Linked DNA regions of Mus musculus: region 1 is linked to region 2. A link is a contact called in public promoter capture Hi-C data. All regions are on one chromosome and are shown on one strand. The core of a region is the stretch at or near the end of the contact, and the rest is flanking DNA. Distances in the headings are between cores, read along the strand shown.

Region 1 (5,263 bases), core at 321-2,820, 8.1 Mb after region 2:
GCAAGTTCCAGAGCAGCTAAGGCTACACATTGTCTGGAAAAACAAAACACATAAGAAGAGGAGGAGGAGAAGTTAAATTCCATGCAATTTACGAATAGAAAAAAACAAGCCAGCATGGTCTACAGAGAGCCAGGGATACAAAGAGAAACACTGTCTCCAAAACAAAACAAAACCAAAAAAAAGAAAAAAAAAGAAAGAAAAACAAATACTTATACCTAGGGCTTGGTGTTTTAGGGCTATAATCTTAGTTACTTGGCAGGCTGAGGAAGGGAGATCATAAATTTAAGGCCAATTTGAGCTATGCACATCCTGAATCAAAACGAAACAAGGTTGAATGTGGTGATGAATTCCATCATCGAGGCCAGCCTGGTCTACAGAGTGAGTTTCAGGACAGCCAGGACTACACAGAGAAACCCTGTCTCGAAAAACAAAAAACAAACAAAAAAACGAACAAAAACTAAACAAGGCTGGGAGTTGGGTGGATTTAACTCTGTAAGGCACTCTTCCTAGCATGTGGGAGTTCAACCCATAGCACTAAAATAAATAATTAAATGTATCCTTTAGTTCACATAGACATTAGTGGTTGCTTACCTTCCTGACCTGTGTGTGCTCCTTAAAAAAAAAAAAAAAAAAAAAAAAAAAAAAAAAAAAGTGAAGCTGAACAAATCGGCTGTAGCCAAACACACATGGCAGGAGAGAAAATTCCTGACTTCAGCCAGTGCTCTGTGGCAATCACAAGCGCACTCACACACAAATACTTTAAAACATACAGTTAAAACTTTTTAAGGCCAGATCTGTGACATTTGGAAACACTACAAAATTTGAACACGTGTTGAGGTCATCGGGTTGCCAGGCTATCCGTGTTCCTCTGCTTCCCCGTCCGGGAACACTTCTTTCAGGGCAGCACAAGACAGACCAGCAGGCTTTTCTGGGGAATGATCAGAGGCACAGAAAGGGCTTCCAACAGAATCCCCAGAAATCTGAACCCAGCACTTCCTCCTTTATAGCCTCGCCGGGCGGCGGCTCGGTTTATAATTCCAGTACTTGGGAGACAGAAGCAGGTCGGTAGTTCAAAACCATCCTTGGCAACACAACCAGTTTAAGACTAGCCTTCGCTACATGAAATTTTGCCATAAAACAAACAAACAGGCCAGATTTGCTGGCACACGCCTCTAATTGCGACTTTAATTGTACTTCCGTAAGTCAAAGTTGGAGCCGGGGTCTCCAACCAAGGAACTGAACAGAAGCGGAAAGGGCGGAGCCGCGTCTCTGCCACGTAAGGGCGGAGAGGCCACTGTAGTTTGCTTGTGTGCCCTCAGCCCCACTTCTGCTTCCACGGCATGCTTTAATCTCCCGAGAAGCCTTTCTAAAACCCTGGCGCATCTGGCTTCAGAATGCATTTGTACAGCGCTGCCAAACTAGGTTGCGTGGCAGAAGAAACGACGATACTTGAGACCTACTCTCCCAGTTCCTCCCACTTCTCAGTGCAGCTATCTTTGAGCAGCAGTGAATCATGGGAATCCCCGCCTTGCTCTCCGAGTATTTCCGGTTCCGGCGGAGGCCGCTCTTTCTTTTTCTCCACAGGGTCGTGGTGGCAGCCGCTGTGGTGCTTGGCTCTCTGAGCTATCCGGTGCCATCCTTGTCGCTGCGGCGACCCTCGCATCAACTGCAGCCATGACCGAGCAGATGACCCTTCGCGGGACCCTTAAGGGCCACAATGGATGGGTAACACAGATCGCCACCACACCGCAGTTCCCGGACATGATCCTGTCTGCGTCTCGAGGTACGGGCTGCATGCCGGGTAAATCACCCGGTGTCCTGGGGACTGCATGAGAGTCTCGTGGTTAAGCAAGTGGCGCGCGTGTTGGCTCGGTTCATTCCCCAACCCAGTTGTTAGTTGGGGCGTGCATACCCCAACTTGGGCCCCAACCGGGACGACCCTTTACACATGAACGGAAACCGAGACACGTCGCGCAACTGTACTCACACCCCACCTCCCAAAGTTGGCGATTTTAAATCTCTCGCTTGCTTCCTGGAGATGTGTTTAAGTAGTTTTACGGGGCTACAAGACGGGCGGAGCAATGATGACCCCAACATGCCATCTGAGTGGCTTTGCTGAAATCCAGAGGCTGTTTCTGAGCTGTTGTCGCCTGGCCCTAAACTATAGACAGTGGGTAAACTTTGTAGATGCCTTGTTCCCCACATTTCCGGACTTGATTGTCCCGCCCTAGGTTTTCTTGTAACTAATGATTTTTTTTCTTTAATGATGTATCTTCATGTGTATTTCCTCCCTACCCACCCCAAAATTATGCTCATTTTCTCTCCTACCTAATACTAGGCTTATTATTGTCCGTTTCTGTGTAAGTTGGTTCGTGGCTAGGATTGTGTCTGATGCTACAATAACGGCTGCATTTATTTCAGTAACTCTCAGGCGGGAAAGGCTGTCTCTGCTCAGCCTACATACACCCAAGTGGTGCTTCTGCTGTTAATTAGTCTCGGGCCCGGACGATGACTAAGGTTAGGGTTAGTTTCCCAGACCCTGCATGGTAGCTTGCAGTCATCTGAAACTAGTTCCAGGAGACCTGACACGCACTTCTGAACACCATAGACACAGGTAGCACACATATGTATGTAGGGAGCCACTTTAAATAAAATACATTTTGAATGTGGAACTTAAGTCTCAATCCCAGGAAGTGTGGTGCCCATAGTCTCACATTACAGCTGAGATCTACAGCTCTTGATATTGTAGAGTAGTAAGCCTCTTTTATTTATAACTTGAAGTTTCTCTGTCCCGTTTACTGGCCCCAGTGACTTTAAGACTGTAAATGGTGCACAGTAAGTAGGCTTATACCAACCTTTACCAACCCTTTTAGACAAGACCATCATCATGTGGAAGCTGACCAGAGATGAGACCAACTATGGCATACCACAGCGTGCTCTGAGAGGTCACTCCCACTTCGTTAGTGATGTTGTTATCTCCTCTGATGGTCAGTTTGCCCTCTCGGGCTCCTGGGACGGAACGCTGCGCCTCTGGGATCTCACAACGCAAGTAGCTGCTTTGGAATCTTGGGGGGAAAGTGGGCAGAACTGAGGTAGATTCGCCGGGGTGCAGTCTCCCCTTGGTAATTGGTCCTTTTGTAGAGGGTAAAGCAACATTTGGGGGTGTTGTTTTAAACTGGGTACCTATGAAGTGTCTCATCTTGTACGTTGTCTTAGATGGGCATTTGGCAGATGTAATAGAGGATCCTAGTGATGACAAGACGACATTGTCAACCAATCCCCCACAAGGGAATGAGGACATGTCCTGCAATTCTGAATGGGTTCTCTGATACATGTCAGACATGACATAGGCTAGTAGTAGGTTCTAAGCCACGTGTGGACTGTGTGGGGTAATAGAGCCTACGGGGCAAGGATGAAGCTAGGAAAAGGCTCTAGCTGGATGGACAAAACCTGTCTAGAAAGTGACCAGGTTCTCCTTCTTAGGGGCACCACCACAAGGCGATTTGTCGGCCACACCAAGGATGTGTTGAGCGTGGCCTTCTCCTCTGACAACCGGCAGATTGTCTCTGGGTCCCGAGACAAGACCATAAAGTTATGGAATACTCTGGGTGTCTGCAAGTACACGGTCCAGGTAAAGGGATAAGGGTGGTAGGGACAGCATGTTCAGGGCTACCTCCCGCCCCCTGGGGACTTGGGTTGTTTCTGAGGTGGGTTCCTCACTAGGTAGTCCTGGTGGCCTGGAGTGATCTGACTCCTAGGTGTTGGGGTGAAGCTGTGTGCCACCGACTGCCTCTTTAGCTTTTCATTGTGTGTTGTTAGTCCTGTGACTGTCTGGGGTTGTTTTTTGTTATTTTTAAGCTAAGCATGCTGGCTTGTGACTGGCATGGGACTTACAGGCGTTGGAATTTTATTTAAGTACGCTGTAGCTGTCTTCAGACACTCCAGAAGAGGGCATCAGATTTTGTTAAAGGATGGTTGTGAGCCACCATGTAGTTGCTGGGATTTGAACTCAGGACCTCTGGAAAGAGTAGTCAGCGCTCTTAACAGCTGAGCCATCTCACCAGCCCCAGAATTTTTTATTTGTTTGAGAAGGGGTTTCTGTGTAGATCTGGCTGAGATGGGTGTGCTTTTAAACTGCTGGGGTTAAAAGGCTAGCTAGAGGTGGTACTTCCCCCTTTCATTCCATATTAGGTTGGGCCATGGAAACCCAAACCAGGGCATAAATTGGGCAGGGTCTTGGCACATACGCAGATACCCAGATATCTACTAAAACTGCCCTAAGGGTTAAATGATCTTAAGTCTCTCACCTACCTCCTAGAGATGTGTATTTAAGGGGCTACAAGCCAGGCCCAACAGTGATGACCACAACATGCCATCTGAGTTGCTTTGCTGAAATCCAGAGGCTGTTTCTGAGCTGTGCCTGGTCCTGTACTCTATGAGTAGTGGGTGAGCTCTGGGGGTCATCTTAGGATTCAAATGTCAGCGGGCTTGACCTCAGGTGGCTTTGCCAACTGAGTGGAAGACTGCTGTTGTCCCACCTAGGGAAGTGTGGTAGAGATCTGTAATCTGGGAGAAAGACTGCTTCCCCTTAACCTTCCCCTGCATCTTCTGTAGGATGAGAGTCATTCAGAATGGGTGTCTTGTGTCCGCTTCTCCCCGAACAGCAGCAACCCTATCATCGTCTCCTGCGGATGGGACAAGCTGGTCAAGGTAAGCTTCAAGCAAGGGCATAGCTCTGCCAAAAATCCCAAATGTATTCCCATTCCTCTCAGATAGTGATGCATTCTGATTTGGAATATTTATGAACATTAGTTTGGCTTTGGCTTCTTATGGTTCATCGCAATACTTTAGGACTGTGGTTTGTTGAGGCTAGGATTCATTCTGTATCCCTTTACTGACCTGTGTCATCCAAGCACAGGTACTGTGACCTGTCTTGGTCACCCAGGTACTGGAACTATAGAGGCTTGCATGACATGCCTGTTCAGTGGTCCCTTAAAAGTGGTGTTCATACCTTTCCTGTTTAGTGTATACCTTTATCCTGGTCACCCACAGACTCCTGTTTTTTCAGGTGTGGAATCTGGCTAACTGCAAGCTAAAGACCAACCACATTGGCCACACTGGCTACCTGAACACAGTGACTGTCTCTCCAGATGGATCCCTCTGTGCTTCTGGAGGCAAGGTATTTGGGTTTTGTCATCTTTACAGAGAAAGCTTTTTATCTGGTTATAAGCATTATTTTAAAATATGTAGAAAAGTATACCAA
Region 2 (4,688 bases), core at 2,153-4,652:
ACCAATAGCCTCTCTTCATGGTGCCAAGCCTCAACTACTTTGCATGACCACTTCAGTCCTGGGCCATCAATTGCAACTGAGACTGCACCTTCACCAATGACCTTCCATGGCCTCTCACAGTGACCCCTCAGCATGACCCCTTCATGCCTTCAAAACCAGTACCACGTAAGTGACTCTTACACATTACTAAGTCCAGCCACAACACAAGGTAAAGCCTTGGCTATCTCTGGAACACAGTCTCTGTCCTCTTAGAAAACACTTTCTAGAAGATTTTACCTCAATTGATGCTGGTTCCTTTTTAATCACTGCTAATTTCTTAGCTCCAGCTAACCAGCATCAATAGTCCCAGTAATGCAAAAGTTTCGATTTAGTAGTTCTGGTATCTTGTTAATCACAGCTGATTCTTCAGCCCCAGCTAACCAAAACCACAGAACCTTCACAATCAATACAGCAACAGCCCTGATAAGAGTCTTCCCTCTGAAATTTCACAAGCCAGGCCTCCATCTTCTGTGCTGTTCTCAACATTATCTTCCAAGCTCCTACACAACATCCCACAGAGCTCTTAACATCCCAATGGTTCTTCTAGCCCAAAGTTCCAAATTCCTTCCATAGTCCTCCAGAAAACATGGTCAGGCTGTCACAGGAATTCCTCACTATGTTGGTACCAATTTGGTTTAGTCAGGGTTTCTATTCCTGCATAAACATCATGACCAAGGAACAAGTTGGAGAGGAAAGGGTTTATTCATCTTACTCTTCCACATTGCTGTTCATCACCAAAGGAAATCAGGACTGGAACTCAAGCAGGTCAGGAAGCAGGAGCTGATGCAGAGGCCATGGAAGGATAGTCTTCACTGGCTTGCTTTCCCTGGCTTGCTCAGCCTGGTCTTTATTATTATTATTATTAATTAATTAATTTATTTATTGGTTTTTTTGAAACAGGGTTTCTCTGTGTAGCCCTGGCTGTCCTTGAACTCAGAAATCCGCCTGCCTCTGCCTCCCTAGTGCTGGGATTAAAGGCGTGCACCACCATGCCCGGCTTCAGCCTGCTCTCTTATAGAATTTAAAATCTACTTTCAATTTTGTTCAGCCCATTCTCATTCACCTTCCAGATCTCCATGTGGCCATCTAGCTTTTGCAGAATCCCCCCCCCCCCCTCAAAAAAAATCAGGCTAGAAAATTCTCATAGCACTGTCTATAATTCCTAACAGCTTATTATGCTTTCATAAGGACTTATTTACTTTATCTCTACATTAGACTTAAGTGCTTGCAATTTGGGAGTAGCTTCTATTCTTCTAGTATTTAGCTCATAGTTATGTTGAGCAGTATAGAAAAAAAATATCTTGTTTGGGATGTGAGAATGGACTAGGCTTTTGTAATTAGCCACAGGAGTACTCAAAATCACCTGTGTCTGACAAGCTACAGAAAATACCATGCCAGACACTTTGTAGACATAGGGAGAACACACCAAATTTTAAAAAAAAAAAAAGTTAGATTCCCTCCTTTATCCCAGGATGCTTTAAGTTTCCTTGAGGTAGAAAAAGCTGCCATGGACTTACAAATATTAAATATCTGACATATTATCTTTGACACTGTAAGCCTTAACTACTGCTCCTTAAAACCAAACAGCAGCTGAGCCATGTGTGTTGTGCAGGTCTCTTAAGTTTCAGTACTTGGGAGGTGGCAGCAGGAGTACAAGGCTAGCCTGTGCTACAAGAGACCTTGTCTCAAAACAAAAACATCTACCCTGTTCTGTAGAACCTAAGTTGTCTGAGTTCCCTGGAAATGGTGTGGCCATGGAGATGGCTGTGTCTGATCACTCACTTGACCTTGTGAATGGAGGAACGTTGATAGAAACCAGATAGAGACTACTAACCAGTACATGCTACAGAGGATATAAACCGGCCTTTCATCTTCCGCTCCATCACTTACTTGCTGGCTGCATAATATAGTCAGAAACTCTCTCAATGTTCTCATTTGTAAAGAGTACAACTTTGGTACTTTTCTCGTCTAGCTGTTCAAAGGAATAACATATAGACCTTACGACAGTACAGCTGCACAGTTAGCATCTATCACCTCACACCCAAGGCTCTAGTTACTTGTGCATAAACCACAGCCCTTAAGAGCATAGCATATATCCTTGGAAGTCTGGGTTCCCACTCCATTTCTGCCAATTTAGTTTCATAAAATTGAGTGGATTTCAGTCTCATTTTTCATTTACTTCCAACATGCTATTAATTTGTTGTAGGTGTGAGTTACTGACAGTCTATGTAGCTCAGGCCACTAGGTCTGGAAGTGTCTATTTCTTACAGGTGAAAACATTAAAAATTACTTTATTCTAACTGTTTAAATGCTATCACCATCTACACTCAATTTACTCTGTCATCTACACACCAAGTTCCACTATTCTATTGTTAAAATGCTGAACATTACTTAAGAATTGTTTCATGAGATGGCTCAGTGGGTAAGAGCACTGACTGCTCTTTCAAAGGTCATGAGTTCAAATCCCAGCAACCACATGGTGGCTCACAACCATCTGTTATGGGATCTGAGGCCCTCTTCTGGTGTGTGAGGACAGCTACAGTATACTCATGTTAATAAATCAACCTTAAAAAAATAAAATATTAAAAAAGAAATTCCAAAGAACTGTTTCACGAGTGGAAAAGAATCCGTGGGCAGCTGTCTTTACTGAACAGATTTCTCAGTCTTTATGCTTTTATATCTGAATGCAATGTCAATGCAGAAAATTCTAAAGAGAGTAACTTCTTTTTAAAAAGAAAAGTAGCGCCTGCCAACTCCTAATCCCCTTCAACCAGCTGTGGTTTCTCCATGGTGTTGATGGCATATTTTGGAATCTCACGCTTGAAGACTCGCTGTGTGCAGGGATGACCTCATTTCACGTAGGGCCGCGTCTCTACCATCCCACACTGCGCTAACCAGGTGTTTACTGCGTGAATTTGGAGAAAAACAAACACCGCCCCAGCCCTAACCTGGCTTTCGAATGACTGGGAAACGAGGGCACATCCCCTTCCCACCCTGTTCCCCCACCCGTACGTACCCGAAGGGTCATTGAATCTCTTCAGGGGCGCCTTAGGAAAGGACATTCTGACGCCTGGGTCCAGATGAGACAGCAATCAAACGCCCCAGCAAACTGTCAGCTCGCCTGAATTCAAATTTACCTCAACTTTCCCCCTCAGCCAATCAGAAAACCTAAACCTATCTGGCCAATCCTGCATGGTCCAAAGAGCATGCGCACTAGATTCCTACCGCCGCCCAATCGGAAGGTTTGTAAGTTTAAGCTAGTAGCCAATAAGAGGCTGCTCCTGATCGTCGCCGCAAACAGCTCTATCCAATCACTTCTGGTTTTACTCAGTTTTACTGGGTAGCCCAGTTCGCGCAAGCGCACTTCACAGGCCGGTGGACGCGTCGGAATTTTGGCGTCACACAGGTTTAAAGATCGCAGGCACTTTTCTCCTTTGTTCCGGCGTCAGTGTTCTTTGGATGTCAACATCTCTAGGCTTCGGTCGATTTCACCAGGGCTCACGAGTGTCTTAAATGGGCTCTGAAAGGGAGAATTTTGCACACTCGGACACGCCAGTTTGGACTCTTGCGCATGTGCAGTGACCCCAAGGCGCCGAGGGCAAGCCCAGAGCCTAGTCCCGCCGGTGTAGTGCTCTCCCGGAGCCGTGTGCCTGCGTGGCGTCTTCAGAATGTCCGCCCCGTTTGAGGAGCGCAGCGGGGTGGTTCCTTGCGGGACTCCGTGGGGACAGTGGTACCAGACCCTGGAGGAGGTGTTCATTGAAGTCCAGGTGCCCCCCGGCACTCGCGCGCAGGACATCCAGTGCGGCCTGCAGAGTCGGCACGTGGCTCTGGCCGTGGGTGGCCGCGAGATCCTCAAGGTAGCAAGCCAGGGCTTGTCCCGAGTTCCTTCTTCTGGCTTTCCCGCACCCCGAGCCCTAAAATTCACGGTGTCAGAGGGATGACTGCTGGGTGTGGCAAGGTTAGTTCCTGGCTGGTAGAAAGAAGTGGTAAATTGTTCTGGCGAGGGGTCTCCACGGAGCACTGCACCCACAGAGCAGATTTTGCGCGGGTAGAACTCAAAGATTTTGTTCTCCACTTTATTTCTAAAATAGGTTTGGGGTGCTTTTATTTCCTCCGGAGTTCCTGCTGACAGAAGGCTAAGTAGGTCAAAAGAACGAATATGCGTCTTCTGGGCACCGATGGGAGTCCCAGAGACTAGACAAAAGGATTCTGAACTCTGTTCATGACGTGTAGGCTAATACAGGCACTTACAAGCAAGGCTAGGGTAATGGGATGAGGATTCCAAGATGTCAGATTGGTTTTCTAAATAACAAGTTTCTTGCATGTTGATCTTCATCGTAGTGAAAAGGTGTGTGAAGTTACCTAATTTCACCAAATTTTTAATCTGGTCACATTTCCCCGTTTTTGGTTAAGAATTTATTAAGACTCACATAACAATCAGGCTATACTTTACACCTAGATTAGATGCATAGCCTGTTGGAGGATGACTGTATAATGTAGTGGTGAACGGAGACATGATACTGTGTTTTGTAACCTTGGGCAGGAGAAGGAAAATTAGTCAACAGCTAATTGGATATCAATTTCTGCAACATGTGATTTGAACCTTTTTAAGAAACTGGCCTTTTCTAGTGCCAGCTTCTCAAAAGAGA

Evidence for each region. Promoter capture Hi-C pulls out the DNA fragments that hold promoters and counts their contacts.
Region 1: a contact with region 2 is called in a promoter capture Hi-C map of pre-B cells. The contact joins the promoter of Rack1 here to the promoter of Nudcd2 in region 2. A contact is called at or near these places in 2 of 39 promoter capture datasets (cranial neural crest and pre-B cells) and 1 of 484 Hi-C or Micro-C datasets (rod photoreceptor).

The regions. Positions count from the first base shown.
Region 1 is chr11:48,798,790-48,804,052 of GRCm38.p6, forward strand. It overlaps Rack1 (receptor for activated C kinase 1), which reads left to right and starts at 1,571. Exons shown (of 8, transcript NM_008143.3): 1 at 1,571-1,783; 2 at 2,874-3,045; 3 at 3,484-3,631; 4 at 4,615-4,710; 5 at 5,069-5,179. The coding sequence starts at 1,675. Gm36109 (predicted gene, 36109) reads right to left here and starts at 614. Exons shown (of 2, transcript NR_166852.1): 1 at 592-614. It overlaps LOC115485831 (a small nucleolar RNA gene), which reads left to right and starts at 2,076; the gene lies at 2,076-2,143. It overlaps Snord96a (small nucleolar RNA, C/D box 96A), which reads left to right and starts at 3,244; the gene lies at 3,244-3,320. It also overlaps Snord95.
Region 2 is chr11:40,730,259-40,734,946 of GRCm38.p6, forward strand. It overlaps Nudcd2 (NudC domain containing 2), which reads left to right and starts at 3,403. Exons shown (of 4, transcript NM_026023.5): 1 at 3,403-3,896. The coding sequence starts at 3,708. It overlaps Hmmr (hyaluronan mediated motility receptor (RHAMM)), which reads right to left and starts at 3,179. Exons shown (of 18, transcript NM_013552.2): 1 at 3,056-3,179. The coding sequence starts at 3,101.